Regions from separate parts of the Salmo salar genome. Here region 2 is linked to region 1. The links are chromatin contacts, called in public Hi-C maps. All regions are on one chromosome and are shown on one strand. The core of a region is the stretch at or near the end of the contact, and the rest is flanking DNA. Distances in the headings are between cores, read along the strand shown.

Region 1 (6,962 bases), core at 1,157-3,656:
AATGGCAAAAATGTTACTAAGACAATTACATTTTTGTCAAAAGACTAAATATCAAAAAGAGTGCCAAAATGAACAATGATATTCCCTAGTTCCTATTTCTAGGACACAGACACCACGGAAGGTGCTTTTATCAATGCGGGTGTACTTAGATACACTAGCATTGCTTTCAATTGTATTTGGTTGCACAAATACATTCCGTGAAAACCAGAAGTTAAAGGTAGACTCAGCGAGATGACGTAGATGCAGAAAGTAAACAACATCATAGTGGGTCAAAAGCCTGTGGCTTCCCTTCCACGCAGATACTATTTGTGACTGTCTGAGCGCTAAGTGTTGCATCTAGCTCATCTCAATATCACCTGTGCTGCTCGTGGCAATGCAATTTAGTGGAATCTACCTTTAAATACAATTCCATTTCAATTCACTGTGCTGGTGGGCAGGATGCTTGCTCATTAAGCAGGGTGGGCAATTCCGACAAATTATCTAAAAGATTGTTTAATAGTACAGACTTCCCAAAAGTGGGTCTGTTGTAAACACACTTCCTCTCCGCTTATGTCATGTAAAAATAAAAGTCCTGCACATGCGCCATATGTGGACAAAAAAGGAATAACTCGTGGGGGACTTTTATTTTGCCATGAGGTAAGCAGAGAGGAATAATGACCAACAGTTCCACCCACCGGCACTGTAAGTTGAAATGGAATTGCATTTAACTTCTGGCTTCCAACGGACTGTTTTTGTGCAACCCAACACAATTGAAAGCAACGCTACTGTAGCTATGTATACTGAACAAAAATATAAATGCAACATGTAAAGTGTTGGTCCCATGTTTCATGAGCTGAAATAAAAGATCCCAGAAATGTTCCATATGAACAAAAAGCTTATTTCTCTCAAATTTTGTGCACAAATTAGTTTACATGTCAAGAAGCTGATTAAACAGCATGATCCTTGTGCTGGGGTCACTAAAAGACCACTAAAATGTGCAGTTTTGTCACACAACACAATGCCACAGATGTCTCAAGTTTTGAGGGAGTGTGCAATTGGCATGCTGACTGCAGGAATGTCCACCAGAGCTGTTGCCAGAGAATTGAATTGAGACCAGCCACCCGGACAGCAAATGAAACTAAGGAGTATTTATGTCTGTAATAACACCCTTTTATGGGGAAAAACTCATTCTGATTGGCTGGGCCTGGCTCCCCAGTGGGTGGTCCTGGTTCCCAAGTGGGTGGGCCTATGCCTACACCCCTGCCCAGTCATGTCAAATCCATAGATTAGGCCCTAATTTATTTATTTCAATTGACTGATTTCCTTATATGAAATGTAACTAAGTAAAATTGCTGAAATTGTTGCATTTATATTTCTGTTCAGTATAAACACCTGTGTTGCTAAAAGCACCTAACACCACAGGTGAGTGACTACCTTCTATTATGGAATTTGTGGTAGGAGCAGCCAGGGGTCTCCTTGCTGTAGCACCCACAGTCCCCACTCTCCAAAACGAGTCTCTAAAAGAGGCCTAGTTTTGAGCGGTGTAAATACAATTGTGAATCATAACTTCAATTAAATACAACAACTAAGTATTGGCTGTTTGGATCAGACGTCTTCAGTTAAGCTAGTAAAGGTGAGTGCAGTTGCTGTGCGACCGTGTTGCTCTTCAAAGTTGTCTCACCACTAAAGAGCACCTCACTGTTGCTCCTCAGTGGTTTCCTGTGAATAATGCCTACATGAATAATGTTTCCATGGCAGCCGCGGATCACACAATCATCGGCAGCGGCACCATTCCAACACTAAACTTCTCAACAAAAGGACGCCTGCCTTGCCCAGTCCTTAATGGTAAAGTCAACCTTTCTTATAGAAACAATACAGTGCAAATCTAAAATGAACTACTAAAACAAATGTTGTTCAGACTGTAGAGGAGCCCCATACAAGTAGTCAGAGTCGCGCGAAACACTCGGCTTTCTGGCTCGCTCTCGTTGGCTGCACTCAGAACTTCTCCAAATATTTTACATTAGCTAATGTTACAGAGCGAGCGGGCATAATGGATAACATACCTGTCAAGCTGTACAGAAGAAAAATAAATACAGCATGCTGTCTCTTATGAAGCGGGTAAATCCTGAGGCAAGGCAGGAACATTTTGAAAGTAGATCCGTCTTTCACCGAACACGTTTGTCTGTCCGCCGGACCATGAAACCTCCTCAGCAACAACTCCAAACTGCGATTGGACTGTACCACTAGAGCAGCGATAAGGGGAGCTCACCTGATTCCAGCGATACCGTCAAATGAGAGGCAATCTTCCACCACACCACCTCAGAAAGAAATAGTTAGATTACGTCATCCTTATTGCAAATATTGATTTAAATTGTGTTGCTACGGGACATATTTAGCTACTGAGTATGAAATAAAGCATGCGTGCTGTGTTTTTAACCGGGTTTAATTTCCCCGTGATAAGTGAAAAACAACACATGATTATAATACATTAACTGAAGAATGAATAAAGCTTTTCTGAAGATCAATATGATTGACATGTTTTGAGTAACACTCTGGCCTTGACACATATTCTCACCAAGTGGAGGTTTTATTCAGACACATTGCTGTGTACAGCATGGAGAATGCAGCACAATGAGTGTAGCGCATGTGCCAGTGTGTTTGTGTCCACAATCATCCATTGCTGTAGGCCTATCTCTGCTCCCCATGTACGAATTAATTCCTCTTCTGTGCATGTTTCACCTCTCTCTGAAGGCAAGTTAATACAGGACCAGTATCAACCTTAACCCCCTGTACCCCACTGGTAATCCCCCACCATATCCTATCTCCAAAAACCCAATCTGTGTATCCGACCCCCTGCCGCTATTCAACAACTAGAGCACCCCCACCACCCCACCCCAAGTCTAATTGGGGCGTTCACAAATTAACTAGCTAATCCTTGCAAACAGCAATTATGGGGGGCGCCCCTCCTGTTGGCTGGAAGCTAACCAGGTCAGTGCTTTAATTTGAGTCTCGTATTATGTCTTCTCAAGAGCCACCAGGGACACAATTACTCTCATGCCACCCTATTCATCCACACCCTGGCACAGTGTGAGGCAACCCAGGGTGTGTGTGTGTTGGGATGTGTTCTGCACGTCTTTCTGTCTAATTAATGAGATGGGGGAAAAAATATATCTTAAAGAGTGCCCTAGCCATTGTCAATGCTACGAATACTTTTCTGAGCACAACATTGATAGAGACTTTTTTAAGAAATCACAATATCTGGGTATTAGAATCTCAGAGATACCTTGTCAGATTAGTGATGAAATGACATTAATAATGGGGCTACAAAGAGCTCAGACACAGATATCCTAGTATGTGAAAAAAGACGCTTGTGATCATCTATGTAACAGTGTAGGTTCCGTCCCTCTCTTCGCCCCAACCCGGGCTCGAACCAGGGACCCTTGCACACATCAACAACTGACACCCACGAAGCATCGTTACCCATCGCGCCACAAAAGCCACAGCCCTTGCAACGCAAGGGGAAACCCTACTTCAAGTCTCAGAGCGAGTGACGTCACTGATTGAAACACTATTAGCGCGCACCACCGCTAACTAACTAGCCATTTCACATCGGTTACACTTACAACAAGCAATGATCTAGCAACAGGCTACTTGGCTATATACCAGTCAGCCAGACCCAGAGTCATTACACCTTGCACGGATGCAGGCTTACAGATGGTACAGAGTCCTATTGTTAGGGAGTCTTGGACAGTTTTGATGGTGAGAGAGAGTGGAACAAATACTGTACATGCTTCATTTGTTTCATTTTATGATCATTGTATGATCTATGGTTACACCCAATGATTTATATATACATCATTGGTTACACCACACTCATGACCTCATCAAAATAAAATGACTTCAAAGTTTCCCAAAACTCTCCCACAACCCCTCACCACGGGGCAGTGAGTGGCTGTCATAACATGAGCGTCCTGCCTGTCGGTGGCCCCAGCAGCAGAGCCCTGGGAGCCCTCGCCTCGATGTGCCTGAGAGCAGGGGCATTCACTCAGCTCTGGACAAGCCCTTGTCATCTGCCAATGTTTAGATCAACTGAGACCTGAAACTCGACAGTGTATTGTATTTCAATCTATTTATCTTTTAAAGGCGCTGCATAGTCATTCCGACATCTGCGTTGGCCGTGCAGCATTTATGGTGATTTACCTTCTGCTCTCACCTACCGTCAACCAAGCATGTAAATGCAGAGGCATACGTAGCCTTCCACGTTGTTAGAACATTTGAGAGGCGCACGGCGATATGGTACGGAGCTCAGTTTGGCCTCTGCGTTCCTCCGGAGGCTTCGCAATTGCGTCACACCATCTTACGGCGCCTCCGACCACATTTTCGGATCAAGCATAAATAGTCTCTTAGCTGTCTCAAACTCTGAACTTTCTCCTTTTTTACTCTGTCATCCCTCAGGTGTCTTCACTTTTTCCTACATAGCCTTTCCCACTGATGCAATATCTTCATTCACACAGTGATGATGTGATATTAGGATTTCATAATGCAGTCAAGTACACAATATCTCAAATAAAATGTATTTCATTATTGTGTGTTTACAGTGCAGTGTGTTTATTTCTTCACCAACTGACACTATCCAAAGAGAAGCTGGCCTTGCCAGTAACTGTCAATCTCAGATGATCTACCACATTAACTCCATTTATAAGTCTATAGAACTTGTTTATGTGTGACTGAAAATCAATAGGGTGTCATATTTCTGCTTGCATGTGCCCCTCTATATCATTATAGAGACATAGAAATCTATGGCATGTGAATAATCTGGAACCAGACTGCAGTCCTCTTCTCCTGATCTTCCCATTTCACAAGTGCTTCCCCTAATTACCACAAACACACGCACCCAGCAGACTTTACACTGGACAGCCTGAATAGGGCATATAGCACACACACACACGCTTGTACACATACACACTCACAAATGGCAACAGAACCTGCACAGTTAAGGTCCTGTCCTGTTAATCTTAGATGAATGCTTTGCACTCTGCTCCATGTTAAAATACATCTGCATATCTTTAGCAAGGAAATTAATGGTTTGTTTTGAGAGAGGCAGCATAATTATTTAAAGAAAGGTAGAGACGTAAAATCATTAGCACTTCCATTGTCAGACAAGAGGGCACATTTTTTTCTCACAAATTCTCCTGTGGAACCACAACACAACTGTTATAATACATCATGAATTAAATGAAGCAGTTAATTGAAGCCGAGGGCAACAGAGGAGGAAAAGGAGCTGTGTAACACAACTTTCACTTTGAACAATATCCATGATGACAACGTTTGATGTAGGATATGAGGAGTCTGTTTAAAATTGTGTTGTGCTGTCCTATGGCATGGACAACAAACATCTCTTCGTGTTCACGTTGTTCTCTTTCACAGAGCACTTTGTCTCTCTGAGGAATGTTATGTAAGCCTCAAGTGCTCTTCAGTGAGGGCCAGGGGGGATTGGAGTGGGGCTGGTGAATGCTGCTGGCGAAGTGAAGATCAAATAAGTGCAAGTCCCCCTCTTTCTGTCTTCTTTATCCTCTTATTCTGTGGGTCTCCTCCTCCCCTCTGTGTTTACCCACATAAATCTCTCTCTCTTTCCTGTCCTGTCTCATACACAAGTGTCTGTCTGGGTTGTGGCCAGGCCTGGGACTATGGAGCATAATAAGTCATGATGGAAATAGAGGGAACTACACTCTCAATCGTCCAGTTTCCCAGGCCAGGGTCAGTGGATGGATGGATGGATGGATGGATGCATGCATGCACGTTTGTCTGCAGTCTGTCTGTATAGCTAAGGGTTTTTCAATGGACAACATGTTTTCCCAGGGAAAAGGATACTCTGTACAGTACTCTGTTCGGACCGGGTTACTTTTGGAGTTCTAGACCATTTCATTCTGCTTTTTCCATGAAGGCTAAACCAAAGAGAATTTAAAGACGACCTCCATGTATGCCAGTTGGTCTGATGTAATGTCATTGGCCTCCCCCCCCCATGTATGCCATGTCATGTCATATCTTGACCACCTATTGAGACGTGCCATTTGTTATGTAAATCAGGTGTTAAATTAGGACTTTAATTGTGGCTAAAGCCTCACACAATTACAGTCAGGGAAAAGACCATGAATTTAGTTTACCCCAGATTCAAAGTGTCAGAGCTTTTCAAACCTCAACAGCACTCTAATATCAAGATGAGCTCACATCCCAGAGCATCAACTTGTATGCTTCAGTGAATAGGAAAGATAGGCACCATTTGAAAGAGATACATTCTGACTGAGTGAGGGAAAGACCACTATCTAAGGTGAGCACATGTTAATAAAACCACCATAAAGTTGTGCATTCATTCACTAGGGCCTAGCCTTCAACTGGATTTCTGCTTTATTCCTCCCAAGATGACACCTCATCATGCATGAGTAGATTCATAGTCGAGAGCTGCACAGCTAGGACCATTTTTGAACCTACATCGACATCTGCAGGCCATAATAGAGAATTCACACTGGTAACTGTGTGACACTGGTAACACATCTAGCATACTGCTCTTCATTGGGGGCCCGATTCAAACTTGAGATAAGACTTAACATGGACTTAAGTCAATAAAACATGGACTTAAGACATCATTTGTTGACTTAAAGGAAATATTCACCCATTTTATCTCAAGTCCCTGAGTGCATAAGAAATTGATACCAGACCAAGTTTCACTCCAGACCAAATCCTATGCTATTCTATTGGCATGTTATGTACTAGTAACAAATATAATCAAGAATCATTACATCAGAAATCCTTTTTTTTTTTTACACTGAACAAAAATATAAGCGTAACATGTAAGTGTTGGTCCCATGTTTCCTGAGCTGAAATAAAAGATCCCAGAAATGTTCCATATGTACAAGAAGCTTATTTATCTCAAATGTTGTGCAAAAATGTGTTTACAAAACTACCTTCATCCTTCCATTCATTTT
Region 2 (6,962 bases), core at 2,547-5,046, 80 kb before region 1:
ACGACGCAAAGCGGAGTGCCTGGATACAGCCCTTAGCCGTGGTATATTGACCTTATACCACAATCCCCAAAGGTGCCTTATTGCTATTATAAACTGGTTACCAACGTAATTAGAGCAGTAGAAAGACAAGTTTTGTCATACCCATGGTATACGTCTGATATACCACGGCTGTCAGCCAATCAGCATTCAGGACTCGAACCACCCAGTTTTTAATACAGTTTATACCATGGCATTGTTGAATACTCCTTTCTGATTGGCTTGAAGGGAATTCTAGAGTGTGCATTATTTCCCAATAATGCACAGTATATTTGCACGGTAGAATTCAATGGCTATAGATTATTTTTACAAGTTTTGTTTGACCTGCTTTTGAAAGCAAAAGTCGAATAGAAAACAGTATTGGTATTGTTGAATTCGATTTTCAGAATAGCAAGCTAGGATTGATGGTTTGGTAGGCTAAACTAGCAAGTATGTTTGTTTGGTTACCATGGCAACTACTGTCGCTATCTAGTAAACTTGCTAGCTACTTCAGTGGATGTTGAACACATTTCAACACTTGCGCGTCTTGGAACACACCTTCCACGTTGTTCATTATTTTCCATAGAATACATAGCCCCTCGTTGATTATTCTTTACGAGTAGTATAGCTAGTATTCTACAGTATACTACAAAATGATATAGTAGTGTAAGTACTACACATGATCAAGGGATACTACAGTGTGGAGTATAGTATTCTCCATTATACTACATTTCACCAGTTTACTACAGAATTCTCTAGTATCCTAGACTAAGTACTATAATATTCTATAGTAAACTGTAGTATTTTTTCATGTGGGCTGTTAGGAGCAGTGTGGTGTAGTGAAACAACCCTAACCTAACCCTAGCTTCATGTCTACATCACTGTTCAACCTTCACCCTTAACCACAACCCTAACCCCAGATGTAGCCCTAACCCTAACACCATCTGCAACCCTACACATAATAAAGTGTGTAGTTTTAATGTCACGGGCACAATTACAGTGAAATTCCTTTCTTGCAAGTTCCAAACCCAACAATGCAGTAATCAATATCAATGTAGCACTAAAAATAACATCAGAGCAAAAACACACAAGAAATAAAAATTAAGTAACAAGCTTTATACAGGGTCAATTCCAATACCATAATTTACAATGTGCAGGGATATTGGAGTGATAGAGGTAAATACTGCATGTATAGGGTAAGGTGACTACGCATTAGGATATATGATAAACAGAGAAGCAGCAGCATAAATTATGACTGTATGTGAGCATGTGTGCATGTGTGCAGAGTCAGTATAAATGTGTGTGCAAGTTATGTGTGTGTTGGAATGTCAGTGTGCGTGAGTGTGTAGAGTCCTGTGAGTGTGCATAGAGAGACAGTGCAAAAATAACAAATAAAATACAAGGGTCAACTTAGATAGTCTGTGTAGCCATTATGTTAGCTATTTAGCAGTCTTATGGTTTGGGGATAGAAACTGTTAAGAAGCCTGTTGGTGTCAGATTTGATGCACCGGTACCGCTTGCCGTGCGGCAGCAGAGAAAACAGTCTATGGCTTGGGTGGCTAGAGTATTTAACAATTGTACGGGCCTTCCTTTCACACCACCTGGTATAGAGGTCCTTGATGGCAGGGAGCTCGACCCCAGTGATGTACTGGGCTGTCTGCACCACCCTCTGTAGCGCCATGCAATTGAGGGCGGTGCAGTTGTCATTCCAAGCAGTGATGCAGCCAGTCAAGATGCTCTTAATGGTGCAGCTGCATAACTTTTTAAGTATTTGAGGGCCCATACCAAACCTTTACCACTTCCTGAGGGGGAAGAGGCGCTGTCACGCCTTCTACACGACTGTGCGCGTGTGAGTGGACCAATTTAAGTCCTTATTGATTTAGACCCTGAGGAACATGAAGCTCTCGACCCTCTGCATTGCAGCCCTGTCGATGTGGATGGGGATATGCTTGCCACTCCGTTTCCTGTAGTCCACGATCAGCTTCTTGGTCTTACTGACGTTGAGGGAGAGGTTGTTGTCTCGGCACCACACTGCCAGGCCACTGACCTCCTCCCTGTAGGCTGTCTCATCGTTGCCAGTGATCAGGCCTAATACCGTCGTCAGCAATCTTGATGATGGTGTTGGAGTCGTGTTTGGTCACGCAGTTGTGGGTGAACAGGGAGTACAGGAGGGGATTAAGCACACACCCCTGTGAGGCCCCCGTGTTGAGGGTCAGTGTGGCGGAGGTGATGTTGCCTACCCTCACCACCTGGGGTTGGCCCTTCAGGAAATCTAGGATCTAGTTGCAGAGGGCGGTGTTCAATAATAGTACAGTGCAGTGTTTACCTGTGACAGGGAGGCCACCTGTGGTGCATGGACAGCCAGAGGGATGGCTGTGGGTCTCTCTGTGTAGGGAGGAGGTGGTTTGTGTGTTGGAGGTAGATCAATCCTGCAGGGAGACAGGAGAAAATAAAAAACATTTGTTGTCACTCTTAAAATGTAAGCAGACAGTGACTAAAACTCACACCGTAGGACATATTATTGTGAGATGGCAAACCAGGAAATTGCAAAGTGGTTGGACCAGATTAATTAAATTGTTAGGAACGGTTTCCACTGTGAATTAAATCAATTACAGACTAGAATTGACAGGCGCTAAGCCGGGTTTAATAGAATGATTAGGTTAACATCCATCCCTAATAAAGGCTCACCTCACGCTTGGCTTGCCAATCAACCTAATCTCCTCCCACATCCTTCAAACCACACTCAAGTTCCCCTCAACATCAATCCCCCTCCACCAGCAAAACACTGACCAACTCCCCTCCAATGGATCCTGTTCTAAACACTAGTTGTAAAAACCATCCTCCTACTTCACCTCACACAACCATCACAGCATCTTCACTCCACTACACTGTCAGCTCTTTCCTCTACACTTCACTCCTGTTTTGGAGAGCTGTAGTATCATCTCTCTTGCTCTAACTCCAAATTGTTGTCCTTCACCCAGGTGATACACACAGGGACGTGTAATATTAGGTTGTGGATGTACTTCCTATTATGGTAGTGATGACCCTCACATTCCAGAGAATTGGAAAGCAGCTTGAGTTCATAGTTAATTTTTGCAACCTTTCCCCACTGATCAAAAACATATACACTTGGACCTGTGGTCATTTATTACCTCTCATCATAATCATTGATTTCTAAAAAGATTGATCACCCTAAAGTGCATCCCTTATAACTGCCTTGCTCCTAGGTCTCCAGCTCCTTCTCTCCTACTTGGATGAGACCTGGAGAGAAGACATGGTTGATGTATAGTTAATGAACTTGCGTGTGTTTCCCACAGTAGCCTCTGTGACAAAAGACTGCACCAGATCCATTAGAAGAAGACCTGGGCTTTAATGTGTGTGTGATGACAGAGAGGGATGAGGCCTGGAATCATTCAGCCGGGCCCACAGGGTCAGTAGGGACGCCCTCAGGGGGACACAGGCAGGGTCACACTCAGGACGACTGCCTTTTTTTGGCATCAGACACACACCAAGAAGGCCCAGAGTAGAGTAGACACACCCGTCTGAACCTGAGTCTGTGTGTGTGTGTGTGTGTGTGTGTGTGTGTGTGTGTGTGTGTGTGTGTGTGTGTGTGTGTGTGTGTGTGTGTGTGTGTGTGTGTGTGTGTGTGTGTGTGTGTGTGTGTGTGTGTGTGTGTGTGTGTGTGTGTGTGTGTGTGTGTGTGTGGTGTGTTTGAGTAGTAGAGCTATGTGGCACACACACACATGCATGCAGGGACAGAAAGTATTTTTTTCCATTCGCACACAGCTGTTCAATACTGGGTTTCAGATCAGGGTCATGTTTCTTTTGGCCAGACTGGATGTATTAGAGTCTTCTCCAACAGTCAGACTAAGAATCTGCTCTCACACTCACCAGCTCCAAGGCCGTGGGGACAAACGGCTGTAGAATCCAAATGTGAAACTCCAGTGAAAGAGCCAGAGAGTCGAGATTTAACAAAGCGATCAGACTACTATCATAATGGTTAAATAACACCTTGGATCAATGGCAAAACTAATAAAACAATCTAGGCTTACTTTCAGCATTATTATCAGGATTAAACTAGTGCTCTTAATCAGAAACTGCTAGAATGTAGGGATAGGGTTTGGGTGAGTAAGAGTCAAGCATACATACAGTTCAAGTCGGAAGTTTACATACACTTAGGATGGAGTCATTAAAACTCGTTTTTCAACCACTCCACAAATTTCTTGTTAACAAACTATAGTTTTGGCAAGTCGGTTAGGACATCTACTTTGTGCATGACACAAGCAATTTTTCCAACAATTGTTTACAGACAGATTATTTCACTTGTAATTCATTGCATCACAATTCCAGTGGGTCAGAAGTTTACATACACTAAGTTGACTGTGCCTTTAAAAAGCGTAGAAAATTCCAGAAAATGATGTCATGGCTTTAGAAGCTTCTGATAGGCTAATTGACATCATTTGAGTCAATTGGAGGTGTACCTGTGGATGTATTTCAAGGCCTACCTTCAAACTCAGCGCCTCTTTGCTTGACATCATGGGAAAATCAAAAGAAATCAGCCAAGACCTCAGAAAAGAAATTGTAGACCTCCACAAGTCTGGTTTATCCTTGGGAGCAATTTCCAAACGCCTGAAGGTACCATGTTCATCTGTACAAAACAATAGTACGCAAGTATAAACACCATGGGACCACGCAGCCGTCTTACCGCTCAGGAAGGAGACGCGTTTTGTCTCCTAGAGATGAACGTACTTTGGTGCGAAAAGTGCAAATCAATCCCAGAACAACAGCAAAGGACCTTGTGAAGATATTGGAGGAAACAGGTACAAAAGTATCTATATCCACAGTAAAACGAATTCCTATATCGACATAACCTGAAAGGCCGCTCAGCAAGGAAGAAGCCACTGCTCCAAAACCGCCATAAAAAAGCCAGACTATGGTTTGCAACTGCACATGGGGACAAAGATCATACTTTTTGGAGAAATGTTCACTGGTTTGATGAAACAAAAATAGAACTGTTTGGCCATTATGACCATCGTTATGTTTGGAGGAAAAAGGGAAGGCTTGCAAGCCAAAGAACACCATCCCAACCATGAAGCACGGGGATGGCTGCATCATGTTGTGGGGGTGCTTTGCTGTAGGAGGGACTGGTGCACTTCACAAAATAGATGGCATCATGAGGGAGGAAAAGTATGTGGATATATTGAAGCAACATCTCAAGACATCAGTCAGGAAGTTAAAGCTTGGTCGCAAATGGGTCTTCCAAACGGACAATGACCCCAAGCATACTTCCAAAGTTGTGGCAAAATGGCTTAAGGACAACAAAGTCAAGGTATTGGAGTGGCCATCACAAAGCCCTGACCTCAATCCCATATAAAATTAGTGGGCAGAACTGAAAAAGCGTGTGTGAGCAAGGAGGCCTACAAACCTGACTCAGTTACACCAGCTCTGTCAGGAGGAATGGGCCAAAATTCACCCAACTTATTGTGGGACGCTTGTGGAAGGCTACCCAACACATTTGACCTAAGTTAAGCAATTATAAGGCAGTGCTACCAAATACTAATTGAGTGTATGTAAACTTCTGACCCACTGGGAATGTGATGAAAGAAATAAAAGCTGAAATAAATCATTCTTTCTACTATTATTCTGACATTTCACATTCTTAAAATTAAGTGGCGATCCTAACTGACCTAAGACAGGCAATTTTTACTAGGATTAAATGTCAGGAATTGTGAAAAACTGAGTTTAAATGTGTATAAGGTGTATGTGCTAGGGTGTATGTAAACTTGCTACTTCAACTGTATAATCAAAGACACACACACACACACACTTAAATGCTTTCAACCTGAAAGATCCAAACAACCCCAGCTCCCGCTAGCTGAGAGAGTCTCCATAGGCTTTATCCTAAACTGCTACCATGACAGAAGAATGAGAGCCTTTTAGCAGAACTGCCTGCAGCCCAACAACTCCCATTCTCTCTAAATGAATGTACATTGATGTACTGTATTGTACATTACATTACTCTGTATTGTAGTGCAACCCTCCCCTGCATGCAGTGTTTAGCAGTGTGCAATGTACGTTAATAAAGGCTGTAGCACCACGGACTGATTGTTCCCACATCAGACACATCCTCCTCAGCTCACTGTGTTTCTCTCTGTCTCCCTCATGAAGAACATCAACTGGGAGTGATGCTCCGCTAGGGGCCGCCCACTTCTATGGAACGGGAGCGGCTGATTGGCCAGCTCGTTCCGGGTGTCAGAAACTGAATCTGTGAATGGACGGTGAGGAACTGCAGACAGACAGGGGAGGTGTGGGATTGAGGAGGCCTTTCATGAACAAAAGGAACACAGAGATTATGTAATCCCTGTGGGGATAGAGATGCCGGACGGACCTCCATATCTATGGTGTATTAGGAGGATAAACCAATGAGAAAAACCTGCTATTGTTTTGCTTCACATCCTGTATTGGGAAATGCAGGAGGACAGGAGGATACACATATATGAGTTGAAATATTATATCAGCCACTTTCTTTGTGGCTTCCAAATCACTAGAATCAACTTAATCACTAGAATCCACCTACACACACATGGTCAGATGCCAGTCACAGACCTCTTGGTCAGGGAGTGACCCAACTCTCAAGGACTGTAAATAATTTCATCTAAAAGTTCCTTCCTTCTCCTTGCCTTAACGTTAACATGAGCACAAGTCTAGCAATAGAAACTAACTCAGAAAAACAAGACAAGGAACTCCTGCCAAGACTGCAATTACCTGTCACCCCTGAACTTTATACCACCACCTCTTTACTTCCCTGCACCAGACTCCATTTTATGGTACACTGCAGTGGGATGACTCAAAACGCAGTATGTGTAGGAAAGCCCTTTGGATTTGAGTTAGACTGTAACTCTATGCTGATTTGATACAGTCACAAAACATATCAGTTGATGATATAA

The links. Hi-C and Micro-C count contacts between places; a contact is called where the count stands out from the background.
Region 2: a Hi-C map of muscle shows a contact between it and region 1, with 5 times the contacts expected there. The contact joins the enhancer-like site here to the promoter of LOC106568037 in region 1. A contact is called at or near these places in 2 of 3 Hi-C or Micro-C datasets (gill and muscle).

Annotation. Positions count from the first base shown.
Region 1 is chrssa13:84,625,591-84,632,552 of Ssal_v3.1, reverse strand. LOC106568037 (nectin-3-like protein) reads right to left here and starts at 2,406. Exons shown (of 8, transcript XM_045692301.1): 1 at 2,043-2,406. The coding sequence starts at 2,124.
Region 2 is chrssa13:84,707,310-84,714,271 of Ssal_v3.1, reverse strand. LOC106568037 (nectin-3-like protein) reads right to left here. Exons shown (of 8, transcript XM_045692301.1): 7 at 2,342-2,444. Among protein-coding and RNA genes, the nearest start is that of trnav-uac, 20 kb to the right of the region's middle. Within about 2 kb of position 3,796, at least 1 of the 13 cell types and tissues checked has an H3K27ac peak or open chromatin away from gene starts, as enhancers often do. A contact at or near this core is called in muscle, where this site is marked.